2 separate regions of the Mus musculus genome follow, and region 2 is linked to region 1. Evidence: chromatin contacts called from public promoter capture Hi-C data. All regions are on one chromosome and are shown on one strand. The core of a region is the stretch at or near the end of the contact, and the rest is flanking DNA. Distances in the headings are between cores, read along the strand shown.

Region 1 (6,895 bases), core at 3,793-6,292:
TGTACAAGGCATTGGGCTGGTGCTCGCTGCCATGTTCAAATGAACTGCAGCCATGAGTGACCCGACTAAGGGTGATTTTCAATTCTGTTTTTAGGCATTTTATATATGGGGACGCCCACTTCTTAATAAATGGCTCTAAGGGCTTCAGTGATGGATGTGACTGAGTCTGTGATTTACCATCCCAGGAAAACAGCTCAAACCCAAGAACTGTTTTGGGAGCTCAGTGATGATGAGACTTTAGAGGAGGTTCCAAATGTACTTAGAGTCTCTGCTTTCCTGAACAGGTGCAGACATGCAAATAGTGGAAAGCTGAATCTCAGGCTTGCAGATACTGCAGTGGCTTTCTGGGATTCCAGAGCCCCCACTGCCCATCTAAGGCTCTGTCTATATCCCTCACAGGACATTTATCAACAACAGAAATGTTTAAGTTGGAGCCAGAGCAAACAATAGCTACTCCCAGACACCATCATTAGAGTAAAGATTTTGAGTAAAACAACACTAAGTGGAAGTTTTGAAAATGACGGCCAATAAACAGGAAAACCTCCGAAGCATTTAAGTTTGTGGGAATGTGGAGTTTTCTGGGGATTGGCTGTTGCATGTAAACACAATCTCTACCTCTGAGCCACACCTCCATGCAAGGGTTCATTTTCTTTTTTCTTCCTTCCCAGTACAATTGGCTTCACATGACACTGCCTTTCATCTCCCATAGCCACAACTCACACATATCACAACACATGAACATAATAGAAGGAAAAACTTTGTGAAAACATACGTGTTGTTATACTCAGTGTTGTCTGTCCACTTCCAAGGGTGCTCTGACGACTCTCTGTGCAGGCCAATCCAGGAATCAAAATTCGCCTTGTATCTCATTAGGAAATTCTGTCATAAAACACAAAAACCAAGAATACATGTGTCTCTTTGTTTCAGATGATCCTGGAATCTCTCCACTCCACAGATTCCTCTAGAGATAACAGGAGGGTGTAACTGAGGGTCACATTACTCAGTTCTGGGTTAACCTCCCATTGCAGTTATTAACAGTTGCTTCCTTCTGTACACAACAAGTGCCAGCATATGGGAAAACACTGATGACCACCAGGTATCCAGTAAAATGGCATATCTGACCTTCCAACTGACTATGAACACTTCATGAGAGAAAGTTTCTTGACTGTCTCAGGGCTCCAGTCAGAAGTCAAGCATCAGCAAATGGCACACACTCACATTCCCTATGTCTCCATGTGCTTGGGATGGGATCCTTCCTCAGGCCTCATCTGTAACTCTCTATCTCAAGGCAATATAATATTCAACAGAACAGACAGACAAACCAATCCCTGCCCATTGCTTACCAGCTCATCCTGGTTGTCAAACCGAGCTAGTTGGGCCTCTTGTGCCATGCAGAAGGCCTGGGCGAATGTCCAGTTACTTGGGTATTCAGAAAAATAAAAACATTTATTTTCAACTCCAATCCAGTTTTGCGGGCAAGCAGCATAGGTCTTGTTGACTGGGATCTGTTCTGTCTTTGTTGCTAAAATGTAGAGAATACAATGGATCATGGCAAGCAGGTCTTCTCTCGTTTTGGCACACCCTCCTGAGCTCAGCTGTGAGGTGTGAATCTGATGATAGCTTTCCTAACTGATCTGATGGGCCTTTAACTAAAGGCCTCCCACCGTGGGCCTGTGTCCCATTCTCTCTCAGGTGCTCACTGTCAGTAGGGCTCCCAGGAAGTGCACTTCTATAACACTATATCACTTCTATATCACTTTCTGAGCTTTTGGATGACCATTGACTACAGTAGGGATTGCTACAGCAGCAAGCACTCTGTAGGGACACCTACTGACACCCAGCCTGATAATTGAGATTGCTGTGAGAACTTTTGTGTAGGTAGTATATACGGTGCAGACACATTGCACTAAAGGATGACTTCAAATACTTAAGAGGACAGTGCAAGATTGTATTGCACTATTCTGATATTGTGGTACTAAAATCCTATAAATTTCTTACTTCAGAAACTTTCCATTTAATACTTTGAAAATTCAGTTTAGCCTGGTAACTAAACTAGGTCATGGTGGGAGGCACTGTATCTTCCTGGCCATATTACTCTTCCCTGTCCTCACCTTTGAGGTTCCTACTTTGAAATTTCCTCTCTTTATTCTCTGCCTTGAACAGTTCCCCAAGGAGATTTATGTCCCTGACATCTCAGTTGAGAGCTTATTGAATGTCATCTTCTCACAGATGCCAAGCCAAGACTCCTGTGTACACCACAGACTGTGTGTTCCTTCACTGCACCTTCCAGCTAGAACCTAAGTTCCCAGAGAACAGGAATTTCCAGTGTGATTTCTCCAGAGCCCTTCCCACAATGCCTGGGTCACAGTGGTCAGTAAGTATAACTGACCTTGTGAATGTGGACAAAGTGTCACATAATTTGGAGAATAAGTCACTTACCTGACAAAGCAACAGAAAGAGCAATTACAGCTACAGTGAGGACCATGATCACTCCATAGTAGCAGTAAAGCTTAGCACAAGACTCAGGGGAGATGGTTCCGTGCCTTTTTCCTTGGAGAATTTTACCTGAAAATATAAATATGAGAACACCAATCTCAAAAAACATTTAAAGAAAAAGAATTATCTGTAGATTTGGCTTGTATTCACCCATTGCAAACCCCTTCACAGAAGGTCCTGGTTTATAAATGATGTCTAATGCTCACAGAAGACTAGATGAAAGGGAAACATGGAGTCTTCCAGTCATTGAACAAAGGGCCAATGAAGAAACAAGAAACAGAAAGAGTGAAGATCAGGCTGAAAGCAAACAACATCCAAGCTATTCATAGATTTTGCTCCCTAAGAATAGACTGGCTAGGACTGAGAATAACACTGAGTGCCAAGGATGGGGACAGACTGGGATCAGCAGGAGGCTGCAGAGATGGCTGAGGAGTTAAGATCAATTGTTGCTCTTCTAGAGGACAGGAGTTAGCTCCTAAATCTCAGCTCCTAAAGGGGCACCTCATAACCACCTGTGTAACTCCTGCTCCAGTCAACGAGACAAACAGGTTGGTACACTTTTATATTTCCAGTGCTAGGGAGGCAGAAGCTGGAGTCAGGAGTACAAGACTAGCCTTGGCTACATTAGAAGTTTGAACTCAACCTGGACTATGTAAGGATCAGTCTCAGAGAACCTAGTCAGTAAATAAATTAATAAAGGCACATAAATGTAATAGAACACACTGACATAACTAATGGATAAAAATATGGGAGCATTTTAACAAGCTTACCAAAATCATGTGAAAAAAATAATATTAGTCTAAAATAACAAGAACTCTTAACAAGTTAGGAATTAAAGGAACACATTTATGGTTATTGGGCATTTCAAAAACTCAGAATGGTAATTTTATTTATTTAGAGTTCTACACCAGCATTTCTTATATGATATTAAGAGTAAGATTTACAGATAATCCTCTGTGTTTACACCAGTATAATTCTGATACTGTCTGTTTCCTTCTAATATGTAAACAGGAATTTTGCTGTATACACACAGATCTCCTTCTAAATTCGAATGTGTTCCATAGCACAATTTGAACATAACTTTCCTGTCTTTATTTAAAAGTAATGTTGGAAATGATCTCTCAAAAAACCCAAAGAAATGAAGTATTGCTGGCCTGGTTTTTAGCTTACTTAAAAACTGTTTCAATGATAAAACAAGCTACTGCTTCAAAGGAGTGAAGTTGTGTAATGCCTGCAGCTAGTTATACAACAGCTGCACTTGAGACAGGAGCTCCACATTCACAAGACAGGCTTCAAAATGCCTGCAGCTAGCTATGCAACAGCTGCACTTGAGACAGAAGCTCCACATTCTCAGGAAATGTTTCCAATGGCTAAATATTTGTGTATTTGATTTTAAAAAGTCAACCCTGCTGAGGCAGAGGGAGCAGGAGTTCCAGGCCAGCTTGGGGTAAAGTATGAGACTTTGCCAAAGAATCAATCAATCAATCAATCAGTCAGTCAGTCATCATCATCCTCAGTAATAATAATTTATTATAATTTATTATTATTATTATTATTATTATTATTTCAGAATACTTGGTTTAAGTGATAAACATTAGCATTTGTTGGGAATTTTGTATTTTGATAGATGTCAATCTTACTTTCTCAAAATTCAGTAGTCTTTCCACAAATTAAAAAAAAAAAAATTAATGTGAAGAAACAGGAATGAGGGGGAAAAGGAAAATAAAGGAACACAATATAATGGAGCATAGACAGTTTGAAACACAAGAAACACAATTTTGCTTCCTTTCTGAAGAATTAAGTAGGAAACCCCATTATATTCTTTTTCTGTAACTTATCAAGAGCTCAAAACAGAAAGGATTTGGTCCTGAGTAGGTTCAGCGCCCCCCACCCCCACCCCACCCCAAGCCACCCCCTTACAATTCTATTTTAATTACAATGGATCTGCAAAACACAAGCTCCAAGCTTCCCAGGCAACTTCTGCCACTATGCACATTGCAAAGCTGTTGTCTGAGTTTCCTTCACTCAGGGACTTAAAGCAAACGTTTACTACAGCAATTTGATGTAATCCACCAGACTGTAACTTACCAGATCCCTGGGAAGAGTGGACTAGCAAGCTAAGTACAAAGCGAGAACGCTGTGGCTACAGCTCTGGCAGTTAGAAGGTGACTCGCTGCTCATTTCTCTTGCCTGAGAACTATTCGAGTATTGTATGCTCCGATAGAATAACTAATGTAACAACCTCATAGCTAATCCCGACTGCATTCTCCTGCTCTGCAGACCCACAGTGACGGGCTCACAGACGCCCTTCTGTTCTTAATCTTTTGTTCAAGGTTCAACTCTTTTGCCTTCCTGCCCTGTTTGAAACTCCTCTCTGCCCCTCCCATTGGTTCAAATACTATTGAATACTTACCCACTTCTACCTCCTGCGGGCTGCCTGTGGGACTAAGCATAGGTAGGGAAGCCTTTGTGACACACATCTCAGAGCTGAGGAGCTGAGTTTCCACTACAGGATTGAAACTTGAAAGCTGAGAGGCACAAATACGTGGGGAGGTTTCAGTATTTAGCTAATCCTGTAGCTCCTCCTTTCTGTACATACACACACGCTTGGTTGGCTCAGGGCCTAACAAAATCTCATTGGGAAACGCATTTCAAGGTCAGGAGCCACACTGGCGCCATCTGGAGACTGACTTTCCTGTTTGCTTCTGGTTTACTTTGTGTTTCGTTTCTCTTTCAGCACACTCTGATTTAGAAACATAATTCAAGCTGACCTTACTGAGGTCACAGGGATTTTCTTTTTTTTTTTTTTTTAATATTTTTTATTAGGTATTTTCCTCATTTACATTTCCAATGCTATTCCAAAAGTCCCCCATACCCTCCCCCCCCCACTCCCCTGCCCACCCATTCCCACTTTTGGCCCTGGCGTTCTCCTGTACTGGGGCATATAAAGTTTGCAAGTCCAATGGGCCTCTCTTTACAGTGATGGCCGACTAGGCCATCTTTTGATACATATGCAGCTAGAGTCAAGAGCTCTGGGGTACTGGTTAGTTCATAATGATGTTCCACCTATAGGGTTGCAGATCCCTTTAGCTCCCTGGGTACTTTCTCTAGCTCCTTCATTGGGGACTTTGTGCTCTGTCCAATGAATGACTGTGAGCATCTACTTCTGTATCTGCCAGGCACTGACAAAGGCCCTCAGGAGACAGCTATAGCAGGCTCTTGTTGGCATCTGCCTAGTGTCTGGGTTTGGTGGTTGTTTATGGAATGGATCCCCAAGTGGGGCAGTCTCTGGCAGTCTCTTCCTTCAGGCTCTGCTCCAAACTTTGTCTCTGTAACTCCTTCCATGGGTATTTTGTTCCCCCTTCTAAAAAGGATTCTGAGCTTCTGGGCTAATGTCCACTTACCAGTGAGTGCATATCATGTGTGTTCTTTCCTGATTGGGTTACCTTACTCAAGATGATATCCTCCAGATCCATCCATTTGTCTAAGAATTTCATGAATTCATTGTTTTTAACAGCTTTGAACCTCTTACCCTTTCTTATCACAGGCCTGCAACAGTTCTGGGAAACAGAGAACCCTGGGGAGATCAAAAAAACCAAACAGATTTTACTGCGTAATAAATATTTATATCCAATAGTCACATTCAACTATTTGAAACACTGGAGAGTTACCCATTTGGCCCATTAAAAAACTACTTTATTTCTTGAGCGGGGCATATCTATGCCACAGCATATGTGTAGGAGTCTGTCCTCTCCTGCTGCCCTGTTCTCCTGTGATCCAGGCCAGATGGTCAGGATTATGTGGCAAGAGCTTTTAAGCCCTGAGTCCATCTCCTTTGAAAAAATACAACTGTAACTTACTTATTAATTTGTCTTGGTTAAAGTTTTGAAAGAAAGCTGTCAACTCTTTTTTTTATTACATATTTTCCTCAATTATATTTCCAATGCTAGCCCAAAAGTCCCCCACACCCTGCCCCCCACTTTCCTACCCACCCATTCCCATTTTTTTGGCCCTGGCATTCCCCTGTACTGGGGCATATAAAGTTTGCGTGTCCAATGGGCCTCTCTTTCCAGTGATGGCCGACCAGGCCATCTTTTGATACATATGCAGCTAGAGTCAAGAGCTCCGGGGTACTGGTTAGTTCATAATGTTGCACCTACAGGGTTGCAGATCTCTTTAGCTCCTTGGATACTTTCTCTAGCTCCTCCATTGGGGGCCCTGTGATCCATCCAATAGCTGACTGAGAGCATCCACTTATGTGTTTGCTAGGCCCCGGCCTAGTCTCACAAGAGACAGCTATATCAGGTTCCTTGCAGCAAACGCTTGCTGGTGTATGCAATGCTGTCATTGTTTGGAGGCTAATTATGGGATGGATCCCTGGATATGGCAGTCTCTAGAT
Region 2 (7,521 bases), core at 3,873-6,372, 95 kb before region 1:
AGTCCTCTTACATTAACTATTAATCGAGAAAATGACCACAGGCTTGCCTATAAGCCAATCTGTTGGAGGTATTTTCTTTGAAGTTCCCTCTTCTCTGATGACTATCTTGTATCAAAGTAGAGGGGAAAAAAAAAAACTAATGAGCACAAATTGTAAGCCACTCCTATCCAGAATATCTAGCAAGCCCAGTGGCTTACTGTGGCCCAGTTGAGAGTAACAACTGTACACAACACATCAACTCAAATTAGATGAGATAAAATTGGGAACAAAACCATGAGCTGTGACTTTTTCTGGAATTAAGTGGAATTTCTGGAATTAAATATATATATGTGTGTGTGTGTCTGTGTGTCTGTGTGTGTGTCTGTGTGTGTCTGTGTGTGTCTGTGTGTGTCTGTGTGTCTGTGTGTCTGTGTGTGTCTGTGTGTGTGTGTGTCTGTCTGTGTGTGTGTGTGTGTCTGTGTGTGTGTGTGTGTGTGTGTGTGTGTGTGTGTGTGTGACACAGTCCCCTTCTGCTGTCTGCAGATCAAGATGTAGAGCTCTTGGTTCTTCCAGCACCAAGTCTACCTACACACTGCCTGCTTCCTGCCATGATGATAATGAACTGAACCTTTGAAACTGTAAGCCAGAAGAGTTACCTTGGTCATGGTGTTTCTTCATAGCAATAAAATCCTAACTAAGACAGAAGTTGGCCAAGAGGCTCCTACACAGACAGCAGAAGGGGACTTTAGCACACTGGCCATATATATGAGCATATATATGAGACCTCAAAGCCCCGCCTCCTCTTTCTTTTACTAGGCCACATCTCCTAATAGTGCCACTTTCCATGAGCTAATCATATTTAAACAGCCACAGATTATATAAGCAACAACTATTCACTCTGGACAGGGTACCAACATGTCAAAAAACTACTCTACCCACATTCAACTTATTATGTCTTATTGGAAGTTACATGCAAGTACATGGGTGAGAGTTCACTTACAGAAGCATGGGTCGATTCAAAGGCAGTGCCCACCCTAACATGGGTGATACTTCATAAAAGCTACAACCCTATAGCTTTGTGCCCAAGTTTCAAGCAACTCCAAGGAAAGACTCCTTCTCTCCAGCAACTCTTTACTACTTATTCAGCCCCAGGAAGGGTGGAGGTTGAGGTAGGGGAGGGTTGGTTCTTATGAACTATGCAGCTTTCCTAGCCTGATGGGTTCTGTAAGTTTCTAGCATCTCTGAAGTACATGTTTCAATCCTGAGGAAATGAATGTGCGACAATCCAGGATGAATCAGCTCTGCAAGTTTATCCCTGATCAATAAACAAATAGCAAATCCCGTCCAGACATCTTTTAGGTCAGCTATAGGAATGCATTGATAGGATGCCAGGTACTGTACTCCAAACAGACTTTTACTGTGTGTGTGTGTGGGGGGGGGGGGGTTATTCATCACTCTTTTCCCCATCCTATCCAGAATTTACTATACGATCTAGGCTGGCCTAGAACTTGTGGCAATCTTCCTCCCTCTGTCTCCTAAGTGCAAGAATTACAGACATTAGCTACCACTTATAACTGAGACTACAAACATTTTAAATCAAGAAATGGCCACATTTTTTATTGTCCATCTGTAATTGTTCATGAAACTCCCCAGAAAAGCCTTGTTGTCTGCTTAGTTTTTCTTCCCTCAATTTGGAGACCTGGCACCATCAGAGTATTCTGAGGAGGAGCCCACAGCTTTAAACGTCTCCTTCTAGACCATGTAAATACTTAAGAAAGAAAGCAGGGAGAAACAGAAGTCTTAAGTCTGGGACACACTGTGTCTTCAGACAGTTTGGAGAATTGAAAATCTAGAGATTTTTAAATCATGAATTGATCATATAAAATTCCAATAACACGAACTAGCCAGGTGGCTTGTCAGGTCAAGGAGAGTTTTGCCAAATGTAAAGACTCAAATTCTATTCTTGGGGCTCACATGAGGTAGAAAAAGAGAACCATATCCTCACAAATTGTCCTCTGATTTCAAGACACACATCATGGCATATGTCCAACTCCTACCCCAATAAGTCAATACATCCAAAAATATGTTTAATAAAAACTAAAAATAAGTACATCACAGCAACACAAAAAAAAAGTGAAAAAGTGAAACTTGCATCATGCTTATCACTGAGCATCAATACTTAGAGACATGCCTCCTGCTTATCACTTAAAGACATTGTGTGCCTGTTGTGTCAATGCAGCTACATACATACATACATAGCATAACTGCAGTTGGTTTCTGCAACAAAACTCGAATGGGGAGAAGGTCTGTTGAAATAATTCAGGAGGTAAAGGTAATTGCTGTTAAGTTTAATCAGCTTATTATAATTCCCAGAAGTTCTGTGGTTAGTTAGGAAAGAACTAGTGTGAGTCCTACAAGTTGTTGTTTAACTTCTACAAATGCACTATGATACACACACACACCATAGACAGATAGATAGATAGATAGATAGATAGATAGATAGATATGATATGATATGATATGATATGATATGATATGATATGATATGATATATGGTGTACTGGCTAGTTTTGTGTCAACTTGACACAGCTGGAGTTATCACAGAGAAAGGAGCTTCAGTTGAGGAAATGCCTCCATGAGATCCAACTGTAAGGCATTTTCTCAATTAGTGATCAAGGGGAAAGGCCCCTTGTGGGTGGGACCATCTCTGGGCTGGTAGTCTTGGGTTCTATAAGAGAGCAGGCTGAGAAATCCAGGTGAGGTAAGCCAGTAAAGAACATCCCTCCATGACCTCTGCATCAGCTCCTGCTCCCTGACCTGCTTGAGTTCCAGTCCTGACTTCCTTTGGTGATGAACAGCAGCATGGAAGTGTAAGTCGAATAAACCCTTTCCTCCCTAACTTGCTTCTTGGTCATGATGTTTGTGCAGGAATAGAAACCCTGACTAAGACTGATGGATTGGTGGATGGGTAGACAGACAGACAGACAGACAGACAGACAGACAGACAGACAGATGAAAGTAAATAAGTAAATATGGGGCTTGAGAGGTGATGACTCAGTAGTACAGACAGACAGACGGACGGATGGACAGACGAACTGACAGCCGGATGGATGGATGATTGATGGATGGGTAGATAGATAGATAGATAGATGGATAGATAGATAGATAGATAGATAGATAGATAGATAGATAGATAGATGAACGTAAATAAATAAATATGGGGCTTGAGAGGTGATGACTCAGTAGTACAGAGTTCTTATTGTTCTTTCAGAGGATCAGAGTTCAGTTCCCAGCTTAAGGAAACTCACATTGCTTGTGACTCTAACTCCATGGAGCCTTCTTCTGTCCTCTGTGGGAACCAGCACACACATACATGACTCACACACACATAAATATAATACAATTTTTAAAAATTAAGTTTAATAAAGGTAAATAAATTAAAAAATACTCACTTGAGCTGCCCTTTTCCTTTAAAGAGCTTAGTTAGGAGCCAACTTATAGCAGAGGCTGGCTATGATGACTCTCCCTGCCTATTTTTTGTCAGTTCTGAACTCTATGAAAACCTCATCCCATCCAACAGGCATGAGTCAGAAGAGCACTTCTTGGTATTCATGAGTATCTGGACCTTCCTGCTTTTCACTTGATACTGAATTAATTACCTTATTTATTATGGGAAAACCTGGCACATAGGCATATGGAAAAAGAACCGCTAAGACACAACCGAAAGACCTAAAGGCCCTGCAGTGGCAGGCTCCTGGGCACTCCTATGGAATAAGAAGAAGCTCTCTGTTGTAGAGGGAAAGTAATAGAGGAAGTGCCCAGAGGCCAATGTAGAGGTTCTTCTTGGCTGTAAGGTCTTTGGATTTTAAGGAACCTTTATTAGGAAGCCTTTGGTGAGCTGAATGTTCTCAACAAGATGATATGACATACTTAATCTCATCCCAGCTGCTGTGCAGGAAAGATACTGAGAACAAAAAGGCACATTAGGACCAGCATGTACCTGTCTGTGTCTCAAGCAGACAAATCCACCTGCTGGCTCACCTCAGTTGTCTGTGCCGGTACCTTCCAAGCAACCTAAGCATTATATCTTCACAAAGGCAAACCAGACAACTTTACTCCAGGTCCTTTGACAATCTCTCCATTCTCTGCTCTATTCCATATGTCAAATGTAGAGATCATTCCAGAATGTAAGAAATCATGCTTGTAATTTTTTAAGATCCTCACACTTGACTTACCAAAACAGACATTTTCTGCATTTATGTGGTGCTCAATAACTTATCTGAATGAGATGGATATCATGGGAAGATATGTGTATAGGGATCATCTTCCAAATATCCGAGGCCACAGACACCTGAAAAGGACATGGGGAAATAGAAGGAGATATTCTGCAGTGAGACAAAGTAAGTTTGACAGTGGAGGATGACAAGAAAATGAGCAAGGGATGATGAAATAGATAACTGAAGAGAAACAGTTTTAGATCACACCGAGGAAGTTTCAGACCACAAGCTTTCTGTTTCCTGCACTAAAGCAACTCCTGACACTTGAAAGAACTAGTCTCTGGGGAAAAAAGAAGTGAATGCCACACGTTTTAAATCCATAATTAACTAAATAAAACTTGTCCAATTGAGAGAGAGGGAGAGAGAGAGCCACAAAGATAGAGATTTTAAAATCCCTACTCAACAGTACATCTTCTGGCCACCAACAGCACCTGGTACATAATGGGTATTCAATAAATGCCTGTACCTGCCTACATATACAAAGAAACCAATGCAAAGGATTGCATGAAAAAGTTTTACTCTCTCTTCCAGTGCTTTTCCATGTCAAATACAGCAATCTCAAACTTTTAGCTCCTTGTTTAGATTATACCATTTCCTAAGTTATTTGTGTTTTTAAAAGTTTGTGGAAGGATGTCTTCGATTCTGGGAAAATCCCATTTATCTCTTCCTCTTGAAGCTACAGTTGTGAGAAAGCACATTTCAGACAGCAGGGAAAACCCGCAGCTCACCACAACAACACACGGTGAAGTGTCTAGGCCGCTGGAGCATAAATTAAAGAGAACTGGCTGAGTTGAGTGAGTACAGGGTAGGAGGAAGGGGTGGAGCCTAATCGAGTATAAAGGCTGAAATCCTCCGAGATCAAGACACTGAACAAGACAGCTCCAGCTACATCTCTCCGTGGACCACTTGAGAGTCGCCAGGGACCTTGAGGGGAAAAAAATTAAAAAGGATGGATTCTGAAAACTGTTCTATAACGGAAAATAGCTCTTCACATCTGGAGAGAGGGCAGAAGGGTAAGTCATGTGATTTCTTACATTCTGGAATGATCTCTACATTTGATGTGTGGAATAGAGCGGAGAATGGAGAGATTATCAGAGGACTTGGTTATGTTCTGTTTCAATCAGTAAAAGAGAAACTGGGCATAGGTAAATACCTCTCTAGCTATGAGAAGACAAGATACTTGTATGAGAGAGAGCTATATGACTTTCAGATGATCTTGAAAGGACTTTTCCTTTGAATAGATTTGTAACATCTCAACTCGTGGATTTAAATGATAAATGATAAATTGCCTGGCTTGACCTAGTTATTCTCTATAGTTTTCCCATAACCACCATCATCAGTAAGTTTTATCCTTTTCTTTATGAAGAACTCTGTTTTTCACACAAAGAGTTACGTTCTTGCTCTTTCCTTATCCATTTGCCTGCTTTCTGTGTGTATTCCCTCATTAGTGTTCTCCTCATGAATCCTCCAGTGGTTAGCAGCATTCGGGTCTCCAGGCTCAGAGAAAACAGCATTACACACACCTGAACATGTGCAGTGTCATATGGTGATGCATTAGAATGTAACCCTGTCATTAAAATGTCATCTTCTGCAGAGACCTATGGAATCTCCTCCTTACATTTTGTTCTGTCTCTCTCCTCCAATGAATCACTTCAAATTCTATGACTATATATTTTTCTTCCTTTTTACAAAAGCATGATCACCCTTCACATTTCTGTCTCTTCTGTCTGTTTCTATCTGAGTTGTAAGGAGCCCTCCAGCACTTAGCACTTGGGAATGAGAGTTATTTGAAAGCACGAGCGATCCAGTTAATAAAGGGATTTGCTATGACCAACACCGCCAAGATAGTTGGTGAGGAACGAATTATTTTCTGAGTTTCTCTGTCAAGTTGTCTTGTTGTGTAAAAAAATTAAAAATAAAAAATTTTTTAAAAGTCTCAGTTACCTTTAAAATCTCATCCCTTCTTTGAGAGCATGAAGTCAAAAACATAGATATAAAGTCTACAATATTCATTTTTAGATACCTAAGCAACCCATACCTATATGTCTCACTTAAATTTTTTTTAAAAAGCAGATAATAATGAAACTATAATAAATAGTGGAATGAAGGAAAGACCAAATGCAGAAATTCCTGACCTGGCCTGGGGTCAGCTCCATCTACCTTTGTATATTTAACTTATGTTCTCACGGCCATGACCTTAGCAACACAGCAGCAGTGGAATCAACAGGCTCCTCCTTGGGTGACTGAAAGTTGGTAAATAGGTGGATCTGTTTTCATGCTCTCCATTAATGCACAGGCCTCAGGAGTGTGCTGTTAGGGGGGGATGTTTTGTTGCCTAGGTGACAAGTTGAACTGTGGTTAGCCATGACCCTTGGAGATGGAAATAAACTGTCACGTGGGAGTTGGTCTACATAGTCTACCCACCAGGTGGGTCAATGGGCTGAATGAACTAGTTGAGGTCTAGGGTTGCTTTGGATGTGGGTATGTTTGCTGTGCAGTCAGAGATATTGATAAATTGAGTCCAAGCAATGTGACTATCATATGTTGAGAAACGAAACTAGACCAGTCTCTGAACCTATTACTCAAGCTACAAAGACTGCCTCTGAAGATAATTGTGTATGTGTGTGAAAAGGAAGGCAGGGGAAAACAGACCTAGGCAGGATTGATAAAGGCTTCTCTTAGAAAACTTGAAATCAGATTTTCACCAAGAAAAAGAAAATCCTACAAAATGTACAAGTTGGTGATACTAGCCATGTGATGTCTCCTCACCAAGCTTATCTGGAACAAAATGTTTTAAGAAAAAAAAATCCACAAATTCCAAGATAAAATCTACAGAAATAATCTTGTAACTATAAAAAGTCATCTACAATGGAAAGTTAAGTGTTTTTATAATGAGAAAAGATTTGACATAACTTTTCACCTTGTAGCCATAGGCTTCAAGCTCACACTCCTTTGACACTAGACTCCTAAGTGTTGGGATTACAACTGTGGAGAGTGATTTTCACTGTTAATTATAATCTTATTCAAGGAGCCATTTTGTATTAAAGCTTCCATGAGCATTAAAAAATTCACACTGAAGAATTTGGGAACATACAAGGGCATTCTAGTGGGGGCATACTGTTTTGAATCATGAGGGTTCACCCTGTAAAAAACAAAATCCAAAATCTAAAGCCAAAAATTGACTTTCCCTCTGCAGTCACCTATTTACATGCTAGTACAGGCATATTTCTATCTATCCAAATCCTGATACAGAAACATTTATTAG

What was found. Promoter capture Hi-C pulls out the DNA fragments that hold promoters and counts their contacts.
Region 2: a promoter capture Hi-C map of neutrophils shows a contact between it and region 1, with 2.4 times the contacts expected there. The contact joins the promoter of Cd69 here to the promoter of Clec2d in region 1. A contact is called at or near these places in 16 of 39 promoter capture datasets (the C10 cell line, the HPC-7 cell line, cranial neural crest and 11 more), 1 of 15 datasets of contacts at CTCF or cohesin (CD8 T cells), 2 of 484 Hi-C or Micro-C datasets (CD8 T cells and nephron progenitors), 4 of 115 datasets of contacts at active chromatin or transcription factors (CD8 T cells, regulatory T cell precursor and thymic regulatory T cells) and 3 of 9 other capture datasets (adipose tissue, liver and pancreatic islet).

The regions. Positions count from the first base shown.
Region 1 is chr6:129,178,762-129,185,656 of GRCm38.p6, reverse strand. Clec2d (C-type lectin domain family 2, member d) reads right to left here and starts at 5,042. Exons shown (of 5, transcript NM_053109.3): 1 at 4,910-5,042; 2 at 2,440-2,565; 3 at 1,344-1,522; 4 at 773-879. The coding sequence starts at 4,976.
Region 2 is chr6:129,272,970-129,280,490 of GRCm38.p6, reverse strand. It overlaps Cd69 (CD69 antigen), which reads left to right and starts at 5,122. Exons shown (of 5, transcript NM_001033122.4): 1 at 5,122-5,269. The coding sequence starts at 5,206.